3 separate regions of the Sus scrofa genome follow, and all the other regions are linked to region 2. A link is a contact called in public Hi-C data. All regions are on one chromosome and are shown on one strand. Each heading gives the region's core, a stretch centred on a gene start, on an enhancer-like site or on the middle of the called end of the contact. The rest is flanking DNA. Distances are from core to core; before and after follow the strand shown.

Region 1 (4,083 bases), core at 802-3,301, 480 kb after region 2:
TCTCAGCCATACCATTGTCAGTCACCTCAGAATGCTTAATTCTTTGGCATAATGAACTAGTGAGGTGGCCCTCATTACCTCCTTGCCTGACGTCAGTGAGGGAGTTGTTCCCCGTGGCTGTCTTATGTGAAATAATTCAGCATTTGTACTTCAATTAAAACTCAGAGCTATATATTATTAAATGGCGCTGACTCATTCCATGGCTTCTCCTCAGCTGAAGAAGTGCCCAAAAATTGCTGTGTGCAAAGTAATGACGAAGACGGTGTTGAAGCTAAAATGTCCTTGTCAAGCATTGTGCATAACAGGGCCCTGAAGAAAGCGACTCACACATCTGAGATGATCATTCTGTCCTCTGCCGGGGCGTTCTCAAAAAGAAATTGAAGTTTCAGATGGATTCTTTCTGCCTTGAAGGGAGAGGAAAATAACCCCAGACTAGAACCTTCTTCCATTTTGTGAGTTTCATGAGAGCATGGCCCGGCACCCAGTATTGGCTCCACTGAATTGTGCAACCCATGCTCAACAGCTCTCGGAGGAGAGAAGGGGAAATATGCCTTCGCGTATTAGCAGGAACATAAAAGGGGAGGCAAAGTTTAGATTTTACGAAAAAGCTAACTCTGTTCCTTCCATGAATGCAGTATTTTATTTTATTTTTTACTTTTTTTCTTTTTAGGGCCACACCAGTGGCATATGGAAGGTCCAGGGTTAGGGGTCGAATTGGAGTTGCAGCTGCAGGCTTACGCCACAGCCATGGCAATATGGAATCCTCAACCCACTGAGGGAGGCCAGGGATCAAACCCACATCCTCGCAGGCACTATGGAATCCTTAACCCACTGAGCCACATTGGAAACTCCGAGTGTGGTATTTTACATTAAATATGTCTGGGAGGGAGTTCCCATTGTGCCTCAGCAAAAAGAACCCAACTAAGTACTCGAGCAGACAGGGCTCGTATCCCGCATTGCTGTGACTGTGGTGTAGGCTGGCAGCTGCAGCTCCGGATGAACCTCTAGCCTGGGAACTTTCACATGCCGCAGGTGTGGCCCTAAAAAGACAAAAAAAAAAAAAAAAAAAAAAAAAAGGCCTGGGAGAAAACAACTTGGTGCTTTATTTTTTCCCTGCTGTTCCAAAGACTATCTTTCGGTCTCAAACACAGAGGATCCTCAGACCACAGCTCTGAGTTCTCTTCATTGCTGTCCATTTCTTCATCTGCAAATTAGGCATCATAATCTGTGCATGGAACACTCCTGGGATTCCTAGTGTGAGAGCCTGTTCTGTGTCATAAGCGTTCAATACAACAGTATGGGTGAAAATAACAGCCTTGTAAAACTGCAGGCGTTTTTACACCAATGATGATCATCAAGACAAGTGCAGTTCCCAGAGGGATCTAGAGGAAGAGTCCTAGACTTGGAGTCATAAAAACAGGGCTTTTTAGCCTGGGCTGCTTCAAGCACATACAGCATGGTTACATGAATTAGAAAAAGGCACCCCTTCAGGTCCATGGATTGATAAGTATCATTTTTGGCCAAAGAGAACAAGGCACCCCTTCCTCTAGTGGATGCTGCCCTGGGCCAGCATTCCTGTATAACAGCAGCCCTGGAGCTCGAATTCTGGAACTAAGAAATCATTCTTCCTACCTCTGAGTCTCAGTATCCTCCCAGACAGAAAGAGGGAATTGCATTGTACCTCCTTCAGCTCTAAAAATGACACAAAGTCCAATGAGCTTTCTGATCCTTCTACAAAAAAGAGCCCTTTATCACACAGACTGCAAGTTCTGAGCTCCGTCTCTTTAAAAGCATCTGATGACACTCCCTAACTATGTGAATGAAATTATGTATGGTTTGATGTGGGGCAGATTAAAACATAAATGCTTGAGTATAGACATGATGTTACAGGTGGAACACAACGTGGGTAGCCTGCCAAACAGGAAAAACGACTCCGTGTTTCAGTAATGGCAGAGGATGTGACTCTTAGCCTAAGCCCTCTATTGAGACCTCTGCTCACTGTCTCAGTGTGGCTGAAAGGCAGACTCAGAGCGGGCGTCCCAGCCTCTCCCCCACCCCCCACCATGGCCTCTCCCAGAGCACCCAGGAAGCAGGCACTGCAAGGATCCAAGGACTGTTGTCTTTGTTGATGCCTTGTTGCCAGAAAACAGAAATTAGATCCTTGGCCAGATCCTTCTATCAGCAAATCCGAGTGCCAGCAAACACTTCTCAGTGAGAGAGCAAACAAATAGCCACCTCCCTTTTCGAGGCTCAGGGATTTTCAGCCCTAAATTTAGGCTTCAAGTTTTAAAATCACGTAAACACATAATGAACCCATTCACGAGTCTCAAAAAGTAGGCACAAGTAAATTTGGTTGTATAAGTGAATATTTCTAAAATCATTTTTTGTTTTGTTTTGTTTTGTTTTTGTCTTCTTTGTTTTGTCTTCAGAGCAAGAGGGAAGGACTTGGAAACAATTACGACCAATTACGTCATTTTCAGAGAAGGAAACTAAAGCCCAGAAAGGGAAAGGGAGTTGCTCCAGGTCACACAGCAGAGTATATTTGATCAGGCTGGGTTTAGAATCGAATGCTCTTTCCACTCTCCCACGATGAAAACGCAACCAGAAGGTTGGGTGGAAAACAGATGGTACATAAAATCACTATGCCTCAATTTTTCAGTCTCAAAGGATGGATGCTCTTACCACCATCCAAGATCATAAATAGCAGAAAGTAAATGTGATTTTCATAAAATGTGCTTATCTGCTGCTTTTCTTAAGGGTTGTGACCTGTTCTATTTGCCCATCAGAGAGACAGGTGACCTCCCACAGGCTAGTGGAGCAGACACCCCTGGGCTAGAACAACTCTAGTCCCCGCCCCCTCTGAAACATAGTCTTTGCAGTATCTTCCTTAGAACTGGCACCAAGGACCAGGTGTTCTCTGGATGAACACACCTGTTTGCTAACCATCTGTTTCTTCAAAAATAATGCTCGAACCTTCCTTGCCGCCCCCGAGCACCTGCCAGTGAAACCAACTATGGCCCAGTGTTTCCCCTGGGTTATTCCCAAAGGTCCTGCAGGACCACAGAACCAATCCCTGGAGATAAAGCAAACATTTGGGAGAAGAAAAATAAATGCCGGGTATTAAAATAAAACTCCCTTTATTAAACAAATCAGATACAAGCACTCAAATCCACGAGCTGGAAAGCAGCAAAGAGGAGGGGCTGCCAAAATACACATCAATGGAGAGTGGGATCAATCAGAAATTCATTTTTCTTACTGAAGAAGAGAACACCGCTTCTCACCCATGGACCCCACTCTCAGGCAATGTGACAATGGGGCCCCAATTCATGTGGGAGTAAAGATTTTCTTCCCAAGTCATTGAATGAAGAAGCCAGTCTTGAGACGGGGGTTCTTGGGAAGGAACAGAATGGGATGAAGCTCCATTCTACTTCAACCCCCACACCACCTTTTTTTTTTTTTTTTTTTTTTTTGTCTCTTTGTCTTTTCTAGAGCCACACCCACGGCACATGGAGGGTCCCAGGCTAGGGGATCGAATCAGAGCTGTAGCCGCCGGCCTAAACCACAGCCACAGCAACGCAGGATCCAAGTCGCAACTGCAACGTACACCACAGATCACGGCAATGCCAGATCCTTAACCCACTGAGCAAGGCCAGGGATCGAACCCGCAAACTCCTGGTTCCTAGTCTGATTCCTTAACCACTGGGCCACGATGGGAACTCCCCCACACCACCTTTTTAAAGACACAACTCCCAGGGCCATCTTTTCTGGCGCACCATGGTGGGGAGGGGGGATGGAAGCTTCCAGTGTTAGGTGTTCTGTCCGCTGTAAATACTGGAATCGAAAGCACCACCCTTGCCCTGGAAAGGCCGAACCCCTCCGTCTTACGCAGTACTCATCACAGCAGTTCCTCCACAGAGCCTGGGGGCCCAAAGACCCCCACTTGATGCAGTTCCAATCTTGCCATGGACTCCCCAGAGTCAAACCCAGGGCTGCCAGCCCTGGGAGAGACCAGGACTAAACAACACAGGGCCAGAAAGGCCTTCGGAGTCCAAATCACATGCTATCTTTAGAAGTGGAGCACAG
Region 2 (4,350 bases), core at 1,029-3,528:
TGAGGTCTAAATAAAAAAGAAAACAACTTTATAAAAATACTCTAGCATCATATTACATTAGCTAATATTAAATTGAACATGACTGATTTGAAAACATTTTTCAGGTGTGTCTATGCTAAAAGCAGTTCTCATTGTCCTTCCTATGTTTTGTGTGTTTAGCTAGTATTTTTTGTGTCTTTGTGATTCGGATTGTTTAGATAACATTCCTTTGTTATCCCTGAATCACTCCTGCATTCCTTTATTTTTCTTTTCAACTTGTCTATGTAAAGGGAGTAATCAGAAAATGAGTCTATCTCCTTTAAGAATAGATTGAAACTCTAGTAAAGCAACAAGCCTTTTTTTTTTTTTTTCTCTCTTAATTGAGGATCTGGCCAAATAAAAATGCAAAAATGCCAAAGAAATAGACTTATGGGAATTCAATAACACAAAACAATGGCTTTAAGAAAATTTTCAAATAGTGTATCAATAACTAGGTAGTTTTAGAAGGCATTGGAAATAAAAAAAATAGCTTATGGAAATAGGGAATCCATTGACAAGAAATCTGAGGCAGTCAGATTTGTCTCTTATGTTTTGTTGGAGTGGAGTGAGAGTTATATAAGGCAACTTCCAGTATATCTGATAGTTGATAAAAGTGTAGTATGAAGGCAGAGGAAGAGTCTGTACTACTTCTAGGTTTTAGGTTTATGTCTCTTAACTCTTAAATTACAAATAGGACAGAGAGGGTAATGTGACCTAATTTAGATACCTGGATTTGGGGATTCTAAGTTTGGCAATGTAAGGACTTGCTCTGCCTTCTTGGGAAAGTCATCTCCCTTTTGTAGGGTTTCGTGTCTTAAGTGAAAAAAAAAAAAAAAGATACTAGTCCTTTAGTCTATCTTTCCTATCCTATTTCTCTTCATTTGACAGTATTAGGATGGGCTGAATTGTCTGAATTAAAATGTCAGAAAATCCTATTGTAAGTATTTCAATGCTTCTGATTGAATGCAAACCTTTGGAAGTGAATGATAAAGATCCAATAGTACTTCGGTTTAGTTTAGTCTTGCCTGGTAAGGGATATTATAGACTTCAAAATAGCACAGTACTTTGCCAAAAACAAAAGCATAAATAACATTTATTTATTTAATCATCCAACTAACATCTTTCATCTACAAGTTTATATGATAAACTATAACTATAAAGTTACTATATAGCATCATACCTCAAACCATAGCTACGAATTATTAAGGAACTAGTATACGGCAAAAATTTGGATACTTTACCTAGAGTTTGATTATAACAAGTCTACAGAGTGTAATATTACTGTCACTTAAAAATAACCCTTAGAAATGTTTAACGGTTGTCAAAGATCACACATGCTAATAAATTACAGAATTTATTTCATATTATAATTAAAAATCACTTTCATATGTGAATTAAAATATGGATTTGAATAACATTAAATTATGTATTCCTTTTTGTAAACAAAATTAATAAGAATATATGTCAAAAATCTCATTTTCCCAACAACTTACACTGTCATGTTGACCAAAGCAGTTCCTTCCACTGGATCTTGGTTATACCCACTATACGTGGAAGGATTAAACCAGATGATCTCTATCTATCTCTACAGTCTTAAAATAATGGACTATTAATGGACTTCTGTGAGCTTTTATCCATGTTTTCCTCTCTTTTTGTATGTCCAAGTTATTGTGAGATCATATTTTTGAAGCATAATAATGTGCTTTTTAGTCCTGATGTTTTCTTTTTGACTCCTCCTCCATTTAGCCAGGTAGACTCTCTTTGGATTGCCTCAAAGAGGAGATGCCATAAAAGAAATAAAAAAGAAAAATAGAGTTAATCCTTGGCTTTTGAGTCTTAAAAGTCTTAACTTCAAGGCACTGAGTAGGATTCATATGCTTAAAATTAGATTATAGAGATTATGGGGAGGGGGAGGAGAGATGCTTTCCATTCTGGAGACTTCAACAGATGCCTTGAGTTGTGGAGAAAAAGACTGTACTGATACAGTAAGTGGGGGCCTCAGTAGGTCCAAATTGATCTTGAGTGGCACAGAGGGTAGCAGCTTCAGTAGCTGAAGACCTCCCAATCTCACCAGGGCACAGACTTAAGATAGAGCCTTTGCTGCCTGGAGCCTACGAGCAATGTGGGGGTAGAATGAGAGCCACAGCCACTCTCTCAATTTTCATTAGAATGAAGAATGCACATTGCCTGGGTTGAGGGATTTTGTTACCTGTCTTTCATCTTGGCCTCCATCTGACAAGACAGCAGCCAGCAAGCTGCCCCACTGGCTGTCCGACAGAGTGTTATCCTGCTTGACATTTTGCTTAGTCCCCATCTGACTTGCCCCAGGTACAGATACTCATTTCCATGTGCCAGAATATTTATAATGAGATATTATAAACTCTGCCACTCTAGATGGAGATTTAGGTCAGGAGAAGTAGGACAGAATAGTGTGGAAAACAAAATCCCTTCCCTTCCCTTCCCTTCCCAATGAAATATTCTTATTTTATAGGGGCAGGACTGAACACAATCATCTCTTGGTCCCATCCACAAATGAATTCAGTGATAAAATACACCTTGTAAAAAAAAGAGTCCTCTGTCTTAAACTAGAATACGTTAAAAATATCCAATAGGGCAGATTTGCCTTAAGGAATGAAACATAATCTTTCCAACATATTCTTCCATAAAGAAAGATAACTTGGGGGGGAAATGCCCCAGGCATTGTTGATGACCCTAGTAGTGACACCTATGATTGAAGTTATTTTTTATATCTTTTGATTAACTTTCATGGAAACTCAAAGCCCTGAGGTTTATTTACCTCCAATATTAAATTCACTTCTACTCCTACCCAGGACAATGTGTGGTTAAAGGAAAGGATCATTAATTCTCATTTCTAAAAGACAATGAAAATTTATGCCTGAGTCTCTTTATTTAACTGTGGATTTAAAAACGGACATCCCTGGGCAGCTAGGTCTCACTGGTTTTGCCAGTACATTTATTAAACAACTTTTGCTTACTTAAATGTGCATGTGTGGCTTTTTCCCAGAAAATATCCCATGGTGCATTATTCCCAATTGACATCTAAGGTAAGAAGAAATGTATGTCATTCCAAACATGGAGCACCACCAGCTCTAACAAGTATCAGAGAACTTACAATAGTCATTAGTATCCCCCTTTTTAAAGTTTTATTGAAGTGTAGTTAATTTACAAGGTTGTGATAATTTCTGCTATACAACAAAGTGGCCCAGTCATTAAGATACATATATCCATTCTCTCTCAGATTCTTTCCCACAGAGATTATCACAGAATACTGGGTAGAACTCTCTGGGCTAAACAACAGGTCCCCATTGGCCAATCATTCCATATACCTCAGTGTGCACACGCTAACCCCAAACTCCCAGTCTAGCCCTCCCACCCCTCTACCTGTCTCCTTTGGTAACCATTAAGTTTTTCAAAATCTCTGAGTCTGTTCTGCAAATAAGTTCATTTGCATCCTTTTTTTTTTTTTTTAAGATTCCACATATGGGTGATACCATATGAAGGTTGTCTTTCACTGTCTAACTTCACTTTATGATAGTTTCAAGGTCCATCCATGTTGATGCAAATGGCATTATTTCATTCTTTTTTATGGCTGAATAATACTCCATGAATTCTTCTTCTTAACGTATTGCTGGAGATGTGACATATTGCATTGAAGGAGCAAGATGAGATCTTTGCGAAAGAGAAAAGGCTATGTCTGTTGCAACACACTGATATTAGGATGTTGCGCTGTAAAATTAAGAACACACTGTCATTTTGATGTTAGCTCATGGTACAATCTATTGTCCATGCCATGCCTTTTCACCCAAGGTCACAATTCAAAATTCCAGTTGAGGTTTGGAACTTTGGCAATAGCTCAAGTTAACTTTTATGTTCCAACCAAGAAACATTTCCATTATATGCCTCTTCCAGCAACCTGCAAATACGTAGTCTCCACCTCCATTCAAATTCCCACCTGCTACTCCATTATTCATCAAACATGTATTGATTATTTAGGAGAGCTCTTTTTTTCTGTGCAAGAATTGGCAGTGGTTCTTGTGAAGTTTTGAGGTAAATAAGACGTGGTTTCTGCCCTCAAATTACTCCAGCCCTGTAAGGGAGAGACAGGGACTCTGAATCATATGCTGCAGACTAACCAAACCAACAACTGATTTTATGAACTTGATCTTTTCCCTTGTGATATTGGATATTTCTAAGAATTAAATCTTTCATCAAATTATAAACAGTGATGAGCTGTTTTATTCAAAAAATATTCGTGATGGTCTATCACGTAGCAAGATATTGCTAAGTATTAGAGATACAGGCAAAACTGAA
Region 3 (4,015 bases), core at 356-2,855, 380 kb after region 2:
ATCCAGGATTGTTTCATTTTAATCACTGCTGCTTCTCCCAGCAATGAAGTGAACAAACATTATGATACTGAGAAATAAAGAGGAACTGTTGATGGTAAGTAAATCAGTTTTGAGCTCCACTTTAATGTTATCGAAAATTTTTTTACCTCTCAAATTGATTCAGAAAATAGTCACACTGTTGGGAATTAGAAAAAACAAAAAAGTACAAAAATTTGCACAGCTGAGCCAAAAGAATGAAAGATGAGCAACCATAGTGACAGGACTGGGGACAATTCTTATACCCTGGTTGTTAACCAGCTTTTCTTTGTGACCTCAGGCGAGTCCTCTCTCTGCCTTTTTTCTTATCTATAAAATGGGGATAATAATCCTGACCCATTATCTGTTATCTGCCATTCTGAAATTCAAAGAACTCTGAAAAACAAAAGTCGCTTTGGTTTTGTTTTAATTTCATTTAAGCCACTGGCAAACCTGGCCTGAACATTGAGCCTTAAGAGTCATTTTCCCACTTGATGTGAATATTCATGCATTCTGAAGAAATATTCAGATTTGATTATGGGGTACTCCTGTAAATCCTGCTGGAGGTGTTTATAACATATACTGTATGAACTCTCCTCCCTTTCTAAAGTCTAAACAGTTCTGGATTCTGAAACATCTGGCCTGAGGAGTTTTAGATAAGATATTGTGTATCTGTAATACCTTCCTCTTAGGCTTCTGTTAAAGCTTAAATTTCTTACAGCAGAGCTCAGAAAATGGTGAAGTTATTATTGCATATCATGACTTAAATTCAGAAATGAGAGTCCCCACTCCCATCTCTGACAGTGAGTGAAGATTTAACACCTGATGATGCCTAAGATTATTCTTAGTACTTTTATATTTTAGTGTGTCAAGTGTGATTTATAGTGTATCAGTTATTGAAATGGAATGTTTCTCTTAACTGTCCTACTCTGAACATTTATCCTTCTTTTTTTGCAAGCTTTACATTCTTGGATGGGTGCCTTATTTGCCTCTAGGTGTTAGCTGACAAACTTATTTTGCAGTCATCTTTCCTAAGGTGCGTTTTATGAAACTCATGTTTAGATTATATAACTGCTAACTAAAATAAAAATGGATATGCTTATTTTCTGAGAGTTCTCGATAAAAGTGAGTCTGTAACAGTTTTTTAAGACAATGCCTTTGTTAAGTCGTCGGCTAAAAACACCTAGATTTCATTCAGTGCTTCCAAAGTAGAATTTTATTTTTGTGGTTGATTTTTTGGCATGCTTCGTATTTCTTCAAGCTATGTAAAGCCCTTTTGCTGTGTTTAATCCTTGACCTGTGGGAATGGAGAAATTATTATGCAATACAGGTCTAGTATTGGGAAATTTTTAACTGAAAATTTCATATACTGAAATGCCTGGGAGAAAAAGAAAGATTATTTAAATAAGTATTATATTTCAAAAGAGATAAAGCAATTATTTTAAGTGTACTTTTCAGTGGGTCACTTGCTTCTGTCCAGAGTTGGGTTGGAACATAGCAAAAATGAATCCCTTTGCCATTTTGGCTCTTGCTCCGTGCTGTCTTTTCCTTGGAAGGACGTTGCCACCAATTTAGGATTGGAACCTATGCGTGTGTGTTTACCTTTGTTTGCTAAGTGTTACTAGGTGCCCTGCTCTTAGCCAGCAGTTCCCCGGCCTGGGTGGTTTCACTAAACATTAAAATGAGGAGGAATGCAGTGATGAGGAATTGACTCAGAGAACAGGGGCAAAAAGGTTTAAGATAGTATAAGGATTAGAGTGGAGACTTTCTATTCTGGTTCAGAGATGAGAAGTAACACAGGATAGGACTTTTTTTTTTTTTTTAATTTATTCTAGGTCTCATGCTTTCTCCACCCTGTTTTGTCAATTTTGAAACCACCCACCCAGCCAGCCAACCACTGAACAACGCCTTCCTGCAAAAGCAAGCATGAGAGGGAAAAGTTTCAATAGCTTGTGAATTTCAGTCGCTTTGCATCTTTATCCTTTTGCTAACATGATTTCCTGTGTTACAGTAGAGCAGTCCTTCTTTCATAAGAGCAAAGGATCAAATGGCCCCTTCTGATGTCTCATTGCCTCATTCTTTTAAGCTATGACATTAGAGGATAAAGGTAGTTGTTTGAGGGAACTTTTGCTTTGCAGTTTTCTAGTTGGTTGACCTCACATAAAATCTCTTTACTCTTGGCCAGATATTCCATCTTAAAAAAAAAAAAAAAATTCCATAAACCCTATTCTTTGAGTCTTTCTAGTATTATAAGGGTAGGATTAATTATAATCTATCTACTCTCACTCAGTACAGGAGAATACTATTTTTCCATTTCATTTCTGATACTCTGTAAAGCTGTTCATAGCATTAATTATTGAGATCTTTCTGAGAATCATTTTTTTCGTCCTAAAGATAACGATGTAATAACATTACAGGAAATAATGATGTAAATGTATTTTGATAAAAAAATAGTTTGAGAGTTCCCACTGTGGCTCAGTAGATTAAGAACCCGACTAGTATCCATGAAGATGCGGGTTCAATTCCTGGTCTCTCTCAGTGGGTTAAGGATCCAGTGTTACTGTGAGCTGTGATATGGGTCACACTTGTGGCTTGGATTCCGCATTGCTGTGGTATAGGTCACACTTGTGGCTTGAATCCCGCATTCCTGTGGTATAGGTCACACTTGCGGCTTGGATTCCATGTTGCTGTGGCTGTAGTGTAGGCTGACAGCTGCAGCTCTGTTTGACCCTTAGCCTGGGAACTTCCATATGCATAGGTATGACCCTAAAAAAAATTAATAAATTAATAAAAGCTAAAACAGTTCATAAGTATAGAATTGCAATTGAAGTAGAAAAATTATTAATTTGATTAATGAATATAACTCCTTCTAATAAGATTTCTAGATGTCATGAATATAGTAGCCAATTGGTAAACATGCAGCTATAAAGGTACATGCTTACAGAAAGTGGATGTATTTCTCTGGTTCTGATTTTGAGTATAATGGTATCTCCTGTTGCTTCTCTCCTTCCCTTCACCACTGGCCTTATCTCTAAGCAGTATTCCACTGAACTGAAGAAACTGTATTGCCAGATTGCCAAGACATGCCCCATCCAGATCAAAGTGATGACCCCACCTCCACAGGGCGCTGTCATCCGTGCCATGCCTGTCTACAAGAAGGCTGAGCATGTCACTGAAGTGGTGAAACGGTGCCCCAACCACGAGCTGAGCCGTGAATTCAATGAGGGTAAGGAGAAAGGGGATCTGTGGCTGTTCAGCCATCTGTCTTGCAGTAGAGCTCCTGTGAAAATTTTGTTGGGGCCCCAACTGCCTGGTCCCAACCTCTGCAATCTGATGGCAGCTCAATCTGCCTGTTTCTGGTCAACAAGAGTGACTGAGAATAATGATGAATAAATGGATGACTTTCACAGTGATTGAATTGGTTATTTTAATATTGATAATTGCTCTATGACCTAGACTTGTCTCTCTACTCCCCACTGCTTCCTTCCTTCTTCTTCTTCTTCTTTTTTTTTTTTAAATAAGAGGGCGTAAGAACAAGGTGGCATCTCATCTGTTCCGCTCAGGCTAGGGTGTCCTTCAGCTTCAGTGACCCTCCCAGGGTGATTGTCAAGGCTAAACCAACTGGAATCTGAAGGGGTAAAAGGAAGGAACATAAAATGGGAGAAATATTTTTTTACAAAAAAAGAAGAGGAAAGTGGGAAATAAAAAGAAATGAAAAATAATTGATAAGAGGAGTAAATAGACGATCTAGAACATACAGTCCAGCTCTAGACAGTAAAGTGAAGGACTGGGAGTCGGAGAGCAGGTATCTTGAGGACACTTTAAATACAGTATCCATGGATAATTCAGGCCCCAGGTTCTGAGCCTCAGATCCAGTAATAGTTTTACAGAAGAGGTCATGATTTCCAGGGGTTCCCTTATATCTGATATTCTAAAGTTCAATGAAGGGAGGCTACATTGAGAACACGGAAAAGTGGAGTAGAAGAAGAGGAGAAAGCAT

Evidence for each region. Hi-C and Micro-C count contacts between places; a contact is called where the count stands out from the background.
Region 1: a contact with region 2 is called in a Hi-C map of skeletal muscle, with 6 times the contacts expected there. The contact joins two enhancer-like sites. A contact is called at or near these places in 3 of 47 Hi-C or Micro-C datasets (embryonic fibroblasts and skeletal muscle) and 1 of 2 datasets of contacts at active chromatin or transcription factors (skeletal muscle).
Region 3: a contact with region 2 is called in a Hi-C map of skeletal muscle, with 2.3 times the contacts expected there. The contact joins two enhancer-like sites. A contact is called at or near these places in 2 of 47 Hi-C or Micro-C datasets (embryonic fibroblasts and skeletal muscle) and 1 of 2 datasets of contacts at active chromatin or transcription factors (skeletal muscle).

Annotation. Positions count from the first base shown.
Region 1 is chr13:127,411,835-127,415,917 of Sscrofa11.1, forward strand. P3H2 (prolyl 3-hydroxylase 2) reads right to left here. Exons shown (of 15, transcript XM_021070049.1): 15 at 3,121-4,083. Among named protein-coding and RNA genes, the nearest start is that of P3H2, 160 kb to the right of the region's middle. Within about 2 kb of position 2,052, at least 5 of the 83 cell types and tissues checked have an H3K27ac peak or open chromatin away from gene starts, as enhancers often do. A contact at or near this core is called in skeletal muscle, where this site is marked.
Region 2 is chr13:126,927,428-126,931,777 of Sscrofa11.1, forward strand. All of the region lies in intron 1 of LOC106505765 (a long non-coding RNA gene), which reads right to left. Among named protein-coding and RNA genes, the nearest start is that of TP63, 190 kb to the right of the region's middle. Within about 2 kb of position 2,279, at least 1 of the 83 cell types and tissues checked has an H3K27ac peak or open chromatin away from gene starts, as enhancers often do. A contact at or near this core is called in skeletal muscle, where this site is marked.
Region 3 is chr13:127,310,231-127,314,245 of Sscrofa11.1, forward strand. TP63 (tumor protein 63) reads left to right here. Exons shown (of 15, transcript XM_021070042.1): 6 at 3,055-3,241. Among named protein-coding and RNA genes, the nearest start is that of TP63, 200 kb to the left of the region's middle. Within about 2 kb of position 1,606, at least 2 of the 83 cell types and tissues checked have an H3K27ac peak or open chromatin away from gene starts, as enhancers often do. A contact at or near this core is called in skeletal muscle, where this site is marked.